2 separate regions of the Mus musculus genome follow, and region 1 is linked to region 2. A link is a contact called in public promoter capture Hi-C data. All regions are on one chromosome and are shown on one strand. The core of a region is the stretch at or near the end of the contact, and the rest is flanking DNA. Distances in the headings are between cores, read along the strand shown. Region 1 holds the start of Agmo (alkylglycerol monooxygenase). Region 2 holds the start of Ahr (aryl-hydrocarbon receptor).

Evidence for each region. Promoter capture Hi-C pulls out the DNA fragments that hold promoters and counts their contacts.
Region 1: a promoter capture Hi-C map of liver shows a contact between it and region 2, with 3 times the contacts expected there. The contact joins the promoter of Agmo here to the promoter of Ahr in region 2. A contact is called at or near these places in 3 of 39 promoter capture datasets (embryonic stem cells, hippocampal neurons and liver).

The regions. Positions count from the first base shown.
Region 1 is chr12:37,240,373-37,245,206 of GRCm38.p6, reverse strand. Agmo (alkylglycerol monooxygenase) reads right to left here and starts at 3,568. Exons shown (of 13, transcript NM_178767.5): 1 at 3,040-3,568; 2 at 1,371-1,501. The coding sequence starts at 3,165.
Region 2 is chr12:35,531,569-35,536,587 of GRCm38.p6, reverse strand. Ahr (aryl-hydrocarbon receptor) reads left to right here and starts at 1,599. Exons shown (of 11, transcript NM_013464.4): 1 at 1,599-2,026. The coding sequence starts at 1,965.

The DNA of each region.
Region 1 (4,834 bases), core at 2,319-4,818, 1.7 Mb before region 2:
CTGTCTTGATTTCCCACTGTATGGTTCCAAGAAACATTCCAAAGTGATGAGCTCTATTCAGAAGTTCCACAAACAGTAAAAAGAACCAGGGTTGGGAAGCAGGTTTGAGCATGCTCTTTCCCAGCTCAAAGCTCAATTCCCTTGGGGACTTTGCTCTTGGCTCTGATTCTTGGTTAATCCTGATACACTGAAGGTTCCTTCTGTCTGCCTGGTGGGCTTGATGCCTGTACCACTCAATTCACTTTATAACATAGGTCATTTAGTGTTTGTTTGACTTATATTTGTCCACTTTTGTCATTAACATGACTCTATAAAAATATTATTTTAGAGCATTTGTTTTGTACCAGATATCATTTCTGGTACAAAAACGGGTTTGAACTAAAACCCTGATATAAGCAAAACTCTTGATTTCAGGACCCATGAAATTTTGGAGTTTGCTGACACAAAGAGAAGAACCTTCAACCCTACCTAAGATTGTTATGTGTCTGGAATGAGTACAGGAGTCAAGGCACCGACCACAGGTGCCCAACTCAGGCTTAGGAAACAGATGAGCTTTCCTGAAGTTATGCCTATTCGTAGAACTACAAAGGGACTGGAGGCAGCAACATTGATAGCTTTCCAAATCCAACAGAATGTGCCTCAGAGATGTGTCATGACAGGATAATGATGACAAAAGGATACACAACAAAAAAGAAGCTCAACCTCATGTGCACAGAATTTTACTTCAAGGCCAGGAAAATACAGCAGTAGGGTATAACTTCTGCCTGCTTCCTCTAATACAAACATTTGGGTACTAATGGTAATTGATCATATATTATACATTGAGAAATATCTGATTCCTAGAGAAATATTTGTGGAAATTTGTCTGGAACAAAGCTTAATTTCAAGTAGGAACCTGTAAAAAAACTCAGAGCAAGGTCTCCTGTAAGGCAGGTGAAATAGTCACTTTGGCTCATATACATATACATATACATATACATATACATATACATGTACATATACATGTACATATACATCATATATATATGCACACATATATGCATATACATATATATGCACATATATATACATATATACATACACATATACATACACACACACACACACACATATATATATATATATGTATGTATATATAACGATACAAAGGAAACTCAGAAATTAACACTAGGGATATTGAGCATTCTCTATTAAAAATTAAAAGTGAAAATTAAATGCTGAAAAAAGCAAGATAATTTTGAATAATAATAGGTCCTGAACTTTTAGAAATTTATAGGGAGATATGTAAAATATTCATTTGATATTCCCTCTGCTTTACACTGGGAAAGACTTGGATTTTTTTACCTTCTATTCTATACTATGCGACTCACCTTGGAAGCCGAGACACAACACCAGCTGATATAGATGTGAGAGCATCATCCAAACGACCTGATGGTTTCCCTTTGAGAATCCAGCTGATGACTAGTTCAAGCAGAATCAAGAAGATAAAAAATGGAGTCGCCTAGAAAGGAGATTACATAGAAGAGATGCTATTCTGATCCATATCAAGTCCTCTAAATTTTCTGATCAGTTCTCTGATATCTGGGAAGGCTACACCTTTCCAGAGTAACAACATTTACACTACTGGCTTATTTCCACGCCAATGAGCAAGAAAATTTACGCATTTTAGACATACTCTAAAGATTTGTCCATACCATGTAATTTGTAAAATGAAATAAAAGCATAAGTACAAATTTCACTATTATGTCAAGAAAATAAGTAAAATTAGGACAGAAATGCTCCAAGTTCAAGAAAATATATTTAAAATTATTTAATCACATAAAAACCTATCTTTTGACCCTGAACAAGTTTGAGTCACTCTAGGAGAATCCCTTCAAAATACCTTCAATTAGACTTTTTACAAATGAGGCAGTCTAGAACTACTTCTGAATATGACATGAAAGCGGTAGAAACAACATCTGAGACTCTTAGCAAATGTAATTTCCTAAAATTGTATCAGCACCAAATTTTCATTCTTTCAGCTTTGATTCTTGTGGTTTTATAATAATGAGTATGCAACTATCAATCACTGATTAGGTTTAAGCCTAAAATCTAAATAATAATTTAACATTAATATTATGTGTTATATGTCATACCTTATACATTATCTTATCTTATATCTTATGCCTTATATCATCTTATATATAATATTATATACCATATATCGTATATAATATATCTTATATCATATATGATATATAATATATTATATATTTTTAAATAATATAATTCTAAACAAGAATAATTTTTGAAGACAGGATTGGTGCATCTTTCTTCAATAAACAAAATGGCAATATCAAATCTCAAAATCATTATGAGCTTCAATTTTGTGAACCCTAATAATGAGGTGGAAGTTTTCTAACTGAGCTTTCAAGAACTTGCTCCATGATGTCATAGTTTCCCTATTTCTGGTCTGAACTAGTAAGTGTTGTAGGAACAACTTTGACAGGGTGGGGAACATTATTGCTCAGGCTCTAATTCTGGATATTTCCACTTCCAATCATGGCCAAGCAACAGAAGTAAAACGATAGGGGAAAAAAATGGTTCAAGTTCAAACTTCGGAAGTTGGAGTTTTACTGAGCCAGCCTGCATACCCTTTATTCTGCAGAACTACTCTTCCAAATCAAAGAGGAAATGCCGTCCTGGAGGTAGTAGAAAAGCTAAACATTTTCAAATAAATTTGTTACAATGTTTACTGATGTAGTATAACTATTTAACATTTCTTTCTAATAGCCAAATTTGCAATGCCACCATGTTAAAAAACTTTGAATTTCTTCTTATATTCTAGGGCGAAGAATAGGGAATTTGCAAGCAAAGATGTAGATATTGTACCGAAGTTTGATTCACTTGAATAATTTGTACTTTTGCTTTATGACTGTAAGAAATTGGATTTTTATGAGGCTGTAATAATTTGAAGTAGAAAATTGAACAAATCTTAGGGATATGTTGAGTTTATATAGTAATAAAAAAGCAAAAAAGCCTCTTCCAAGACAGGCTCACCTTTTTTACGTAATCAGGCACCTCTTCAACAGTTTGGAAGGCAGTTTCACTGGGCTCCATCATGTAAAACATCGCTCGCATACCCTGAGAAACTGAAACATTGTCTTGGGCTCCTGGGCTCCTCATTTCTGTTCCTGTCTGATTTCCAGCTGGAGATATTTGTGGTTCTGTGGCAGAAGTGCAAGACTGAACAAAGAAAAGGAACAGTGTAGCACAGAGCGAGCCTTGTCAGAGAAGAGCTGAGAACAAAGATCCACAGAGACCTCAGCCAACAGCAGAGTTTGTGTGCAAAGGCACAGAACACTAGCAGCAAGAGTAGGTTCACAGTTCAGTGGAAGATTCCCCAGGAAGAGGAAGTGGGGGAACAAGGAAGACGTACAGAAACAAGCAAACAATGCAGTTTGCCTGTTGCTTAAGTAACTAATCAACAACTGAAACGAGAAGTAAAGAAAAACAAATAAAGCTTACGTAACTGTGCCTTTGAAAATGAAAGAGGTAACCCAGCAAACAAACCAGTTTTTGAACAAGTGAAAGTTCACTCTGATAAAGTGGTGGAAGTCCAAAACTCAGATCACATGAGCAAAATGACATTTTCTCTAAAAGGCACAATGCCTTTGAATTTGTTGTTTCTTCACAGAATCCTATCTGAGAAGCAATGGGCAGTCTGTGTAATAATTAGTTGCCTCTCTGCAGTCGAGCCTGGTTTCTTTCCCTCTATGCATTTCTTTCTACTCAGCAACTGAACTTCTGGACATTCTGCAAACCAGTTCAGAGTCACTCGGTTTATTGCATAATCTAGCTGTTCAGTGGAAACTTACATGTCTCTATCCTTTTTGTCCTTATTGGGACTCCCTAAGAAACTGTTCAGGGATTGTCATGAGACCTCCCCTGTGCCTTACAAAATGAGTTAAAGTCACTGAACTCTTTTGGAGGACTAGAAGGCACTTGATTGCAATGTCAGGGAATGTGTGGTCCTTTCGTGAATACTCTGACATTAGTCAGAGTGAACTTTAGTCAATATGATTACTATGGAATATTATGGTTATATTGAAAGGAGTGTTGTGTGAAACCTGATATCACTTTTCATGTTGCTGTAACAAAACGTCTGACACAGCAACGTAAGGAAAAAATATGGGTTGACTTTGGATCACAGTTTAATAAATAAATAAAATACAGCCCATCCTGGAGGGACAGCCATGGTAGGGAAAATATAAAATGGATGGTAATATTTTGTTTGCAGTCAGGATACAGAGAAAATCAAGAATCCTGACATTAAGCTGGCTTCCTCTTGTATTGCTTCTTAACTAAATCAGAGACCCATATCATGAGATAGTACCATCCAGACTCATTGTGAGTCTTTATTAGCAAAATCTGAGGGTGCTTCTGCAGGTGTTAGGCAAGGAGATGAACTATGAAGTGATGAGAATAGGAACTGGGTTCAGGTTAGCTTCGTCAGACTTCTCTTTGTCAGAGAAGCCTGATGCCAGGCAACTTAGCTTCAATATATTTAAATGAAATATAATCCTCTGTGCACAAGGAGGTAACAATTACATCAAAACTTAACTCAAGCTACATATCATTTATTCCAAGAAGGTAGGACGTAGAGATAGGCTACCTATACTAGTTTAAGTGCCTAAGGAAGGATCTCCCGTAGATACAAATAACATAGAGATCATTTGGGTAGTTGTCATCTCTGTTCTCAATTGTGGGAGTTTCAGGGAGTGTCTGGCTATATAGATAATGTGAGTGTCATTTATACTATTAGCTCTCTCTGTTCCTGGGTTGTGGGAGCTTG
Region 2 (5,019 bases), core at 350-2,849:
TGTATTCTCCTGCCCTTTCTCTTCTCACCTCCAACCCAAGAGCTCCTTTTTCCACTCTCATGATCGCTTTCCTAGTTTCAACATGTGTAAAAATCAAAATCTAGAGCATACATCTAGAGAAAACATGGTATTTGCCTTCTGTGTCTGCCATGCTTAACACGGCAGCCTCCAGTTCCACTTGTTTACCTGCAAATGCCATGATTTCAGTTTTATTCAGAGTCCCATAAAATGCCATTGTGTAGACGCACTACATTTTATTTATCCATCCATAGGTTGATGTGAATCTAGTCTGGGTCCACTTCTCACTTGTTTTGAATGAAGGGCTATCAGGTATGTGCGCAGGAGAATAGCAGGTCATCTTGTGGATCTGTTTTTAATTTGTTGAGAAACTCTATACAGAGTTCCACAGTGGCTGGACCAGTTTACAACCACCCACAGTGATGCGGGTTCTTCTTCCTCCACAGCCTGGGCACCATTTGTTGTTCTTAGTTTTCTCGCTATCCTTTTCCTTGCTGTTGTGTATCCTCTCTTCTGATCTCTTTCTCAAATCTATAAAACACATCAGACTTCATCTCTATCTCTTCATGTCCAGCATCACCTACCTGACTCCCAAAATTCACTTCTCTGCCTCTATTCTTTGGTGGTTAACAGCGACCTTCCCTCTTCCTTTATCATCTCTGCTGTCTCTTTTCTCTCATCCCCATGGCTGTGCCATTGGTCTTGCAGCTGGTCGATTTCATCAATTTCCCAGCGATTCTCTCTTCCATCTGTTTTGTTCCTGAGTAACAGAATTTCCACCTTTTCCCACAGTGACTTTCCCAAGAAAGATGGAACATCATCTTCCAAATTACGCCTTTAAAAGCTCTCTGTTGTCTGCAGAATGAGACCCAATTTCTTCATTAAATCTTTATGATTTGTTCCTAGATTATCTTTTTTTTTTTTTTTCTTTTTCCTCCCATCAGCTCTACCGTACTACTAACAGAAACTCAGGTCTCTGGTCATAGTCTCAGTACCTACCCTCCAATTTCTCATGCTCTCAGCACTCCTGTGCTTCTTTCCTTCTCATCTTCCTGAAGTCTGATGGAGGAAACGATGTTTTATTGTCTTCTGTAGACATAAAATAAATGTGGGAGGGAAAAGGATTATAAAACTCGTAGCCTTCAAGACAACTAACTTTGCAGGGCATTTTTGAAGTTTTCCCCTTAGAATGCTCTCCAGTCGCAGTTATTTATCTACCAGCTCAATGTAAAATCTTTGTCAAAAATTAGATGACTCAACTCTAGGATGAGCTAAGCTCTTTGCCTGGTAAATCTTGATGTCTGGGTTACAAGGAATTTGCCTAGGCATAATGTGGCCTCACACCCCTTTTGAGGCTGGAAAACAGGTACTGGGCGAACACCACCCCACCCCCAGAACCTCGGACTGCAAGAAGTGTTGGGAGTCACTACGTCCTGCGTCATCACGTGCTGCGAAGAGGGTGGGGCCCTCCTGGGAACCGTGAGGGGCGGGGCCGAGCAGGTGGGGCGGGGCTGGAGCCCGGGGCGGAGCTGCGCGGGGTCGCGGCTGCGGAGGAGCGGGCTCGCGGCGGGCGGCAGCGTGTGTGTGCGCTCCCTTTGACGCTCGGTGCCCCACGCGTGTCCCGGAGAGGCTCAGCCCGGAGCGACCCGGAGGACGAACTGGTGGACGGACTCGGGGGTGGCTGCCAGGCAGGGTTGTGAGCGACGCCGCGGCACAGCGCGGGAGCCGGGAAGCCCTAGAGCACTGCGGCCCCTCCTGACCCTCGGGACCGGGCGCGGCTAGCGTGCGGGTTTCTCCTCCGCGGCCAGCTCGGGCAGCCCGAGTCTCCTCTGTCGCCCGCACCTGCGCGTCGCGGTCGTCCCGCCCTCGGCGGCGGCTCACCTGGGCGCAGCGCGGGCAGGGCGCCGCCTCCGGGACGCAGGTGGAGCGGGCAGGGCGCGGGCACCATGAGCAGCGGCGCCAACATCACCTATGCCAGCCGCAAGCGGCGCAAGCCGGTGCAGAAAACGTGAGTGACGGCGGGCAGGCGCGCTCCGAGGGTGCGGGAGGTCCCCACGCGTGCCGCCATCCAGGAGCTGAGTCTCAACCAATGCGTTAAAAAAAAAAAAATCCTGCTTTCAGGCACCTGCACCTTTACTGCTCAGCGACCTTCCCTGGCTGGTTCGTTGACAGCTCTGACCTACCTAGTGCCGCTCTAGCTTAGTTAGTTAAGCTTGCCTGGAAATCCTCCACTCTAGATCTCCGCTGCCGTGAGCTTTAGGGGACACGGAGGATAAGTAGACAGCTCACTGAGGTGAGATGTTGGGCAGAGCTAAACACGTGTTGTCTTGAAGGAGGGGACCTGTGCCTTTGAAGGAATGTCTTTCTGTTCTTAGCGCCTAGCTTTCTGTTTTGCTCTCTCATTTACTTCCTAGGCAGCAGTTCTGCAGGGCTCGGTGTAGGCGCAGAATTGATAGCAGGTTGGAGTGTGCAGTGGACAGGTGCCCTGGCAGCTTGGTGGCATTCTTAGCCACTCTTTGGTGCAGTTTTCTTCCTCCTTTTGGAGTGCTTTTGGGTCTGTAAAATTTTAAATCATTAAGAAGAGGAAAAAGAACTAGACTGACTTCTAAGTTATTTCTACTCTCTACCTGTAGTTCATTTCCCCTTGCTTTTTTTTTTTTTTTTTTTTTTTTTTTTTTTTTTTTTTTGCCAATTCTGACAGAGATTACAGGCTTTGGTCTTTATTTCCATGGGCTATTTGTATGAGATGGGAGATTTTTTTTCCCCCCTCAGAAAAGAGATTCATGATTGAGACAGGGTTCCATTTAGGAGTTGTCTGTATTGATGCATTCATTCATAATTACCTTGGAGTTTCCACATCTCACCATTTGTTATTTTTTTAAAAAAATAAATTATTTTAGGAACACTTTCAGGCAATCAGTAGTGTGTGTTTTGCTTGAAACATGACAGCTATCACCAAGTGAACCAAAAAAAGAAAACAAAAACAACAAAAAAACCAACTTAAGATTTATACACTGTTTACAAATAGTTACTAGCTTAGAAGTTGGGTTATTTGTGGATTTTAATTCCCCTTAAGAATTTCAACTGTCCTAGTTCCTCAAATCTTGACTTACAAATTAATATTGAGAGGAGATGTCCATGTGTAAATAGTTTGATCAGAATTTGGAAGTTTTATGGTTGGTACACTTTAAAGGACGCAAATGTCGTTGACTCAGCAGTTTTCTACCCCGGCAGTTCTTTGGACCCTGGCTTTCAGTGCTTTAGTATTTTGTAGGACGGTTTCTTTTTGTTAAAACATGTTTGCTCAATTTGACTTTGTTCCTGGCAGTTACAGTTTCCGAGGCTTTCAAGTGCTTGTTCCCTGTTTTCATTAATAGTAATACTAACTCAGTATGAGATGAAAAATCTCAGGTATTATGTACATGGGCATAAAACTTGGAGCTCCGCTTGAGTGTCTAAGTCTAAGTAACTGATTTTCCTTATGTTATTTAAGGACATAAACTGCTTTCTATACAAAGGTCACCATCTTAAATGTTATTCATTATAACGGCGAGTGCTCTTAGTTTCTAGTTAATATAGAGAGCTTCCTTTTTAACACGACAACACTTCCTTTTAGATTAAGTTACACCTTTTATTATATTGTCTCACTATTTGCATTTGATAATTTCGGACAACTAAACTGTTGTCCCCACGAACTTATATTTTATTTTATTTGGTCCTTGACTTCTGTTTATCAGATCTGTACTGAACACCTTTAATCAACTCTGAGCCTTCAAATGCCTTAAAGGTCACCAGCTTGCTTTGTCGAAGACTTTAGTGCTGGCACTTAGGTCCTTTAGTGAAAGTACTTACGTTGTCCCCCCTGAACAGAAAATAGTGAGCTGTATAATCACATAATCAAAGTTCACCCTTAACAACCAGGTCACCAAGCTTTAGTATGAGTCTTTAAGTTAAACTACTTAGCCTGTGTGCAATGAGGCCCCAAATACCTCAATTTCAGGAAAAAACACAAGTGTTGACTGTGCTTTCTAATTTAATTAACTTGTACCCTTTAAGGTATAGCTGTTTTATACGGAGCATACCCATTGTAATTCTAGTGTCGAAAAATGTCATATTTAAATATACAGTTCCGTGAAAATTTGGAGTAAAGTGGGTGACATGATTTTAACCCGAAGTTCTTTCAGTCTTCAAATGAGGATCTAGATGCAAAATAAGCCCCCTCTAGTGGCCGGTCCCACCATGACAGTTATCTGTAGAAGGAAATCAGTTTGAAATGTGTTCAATTCCATCCAAGGACAGTGTTTTGTATACACTACACTGTGAATAGCTGTTTCCTCCTTCTTCAGTGCAATGAAAGTTAGGAAATTAAGAGATCCTAAGCAGCCTTGCATCTAGCCCATATCCTCATCTTCAAAGGCAGAATGTCAAAGACCAACCTGGGAATAGAATCTTCTGGGATGTGTCTGTTTCCACTTAAATCCTGTTCTTGCTTATTCTCTTTGGAGAGGAAAATGTTGTGTGCAGTTGTTTAGTTATTCAGTCTCATGAAAATGGCTGAGCAAAGCAGAAGATGGAACAATCTACTCTGGTGATTAAAACTTGAAATATATTTTGAAGCTTTATTAAGACAGAAAAGGTCTTACTTACTGCTACTGGTAGTTTAGGATTGCTAGCAAACAGCAGATGCTCAATCAATAAAACCTGCAGCTGTGGTGGTATTCAAGCCAGCCGTAGCAAGGCTCTCATGATCTGCTGCTAAGTACACACCAATATCAATTTTTACCTTGTTAGTATTCAGGAATGCTGAAGTAATATAGAAGCCCTTCACTCTATTAAAACGTTGTGAGCCCCATCTGTATAACAAAACTTTACTAATCATTTTGTTACAGTACACAATACTAAATTTTCCGCAGATCTACAGTATGGGGCCCTTTGCTAGACAGCACCTGACATGAAAGGACTTTGCAGCTACCGTACTATTTTTCATTTTCTCTCAGATAG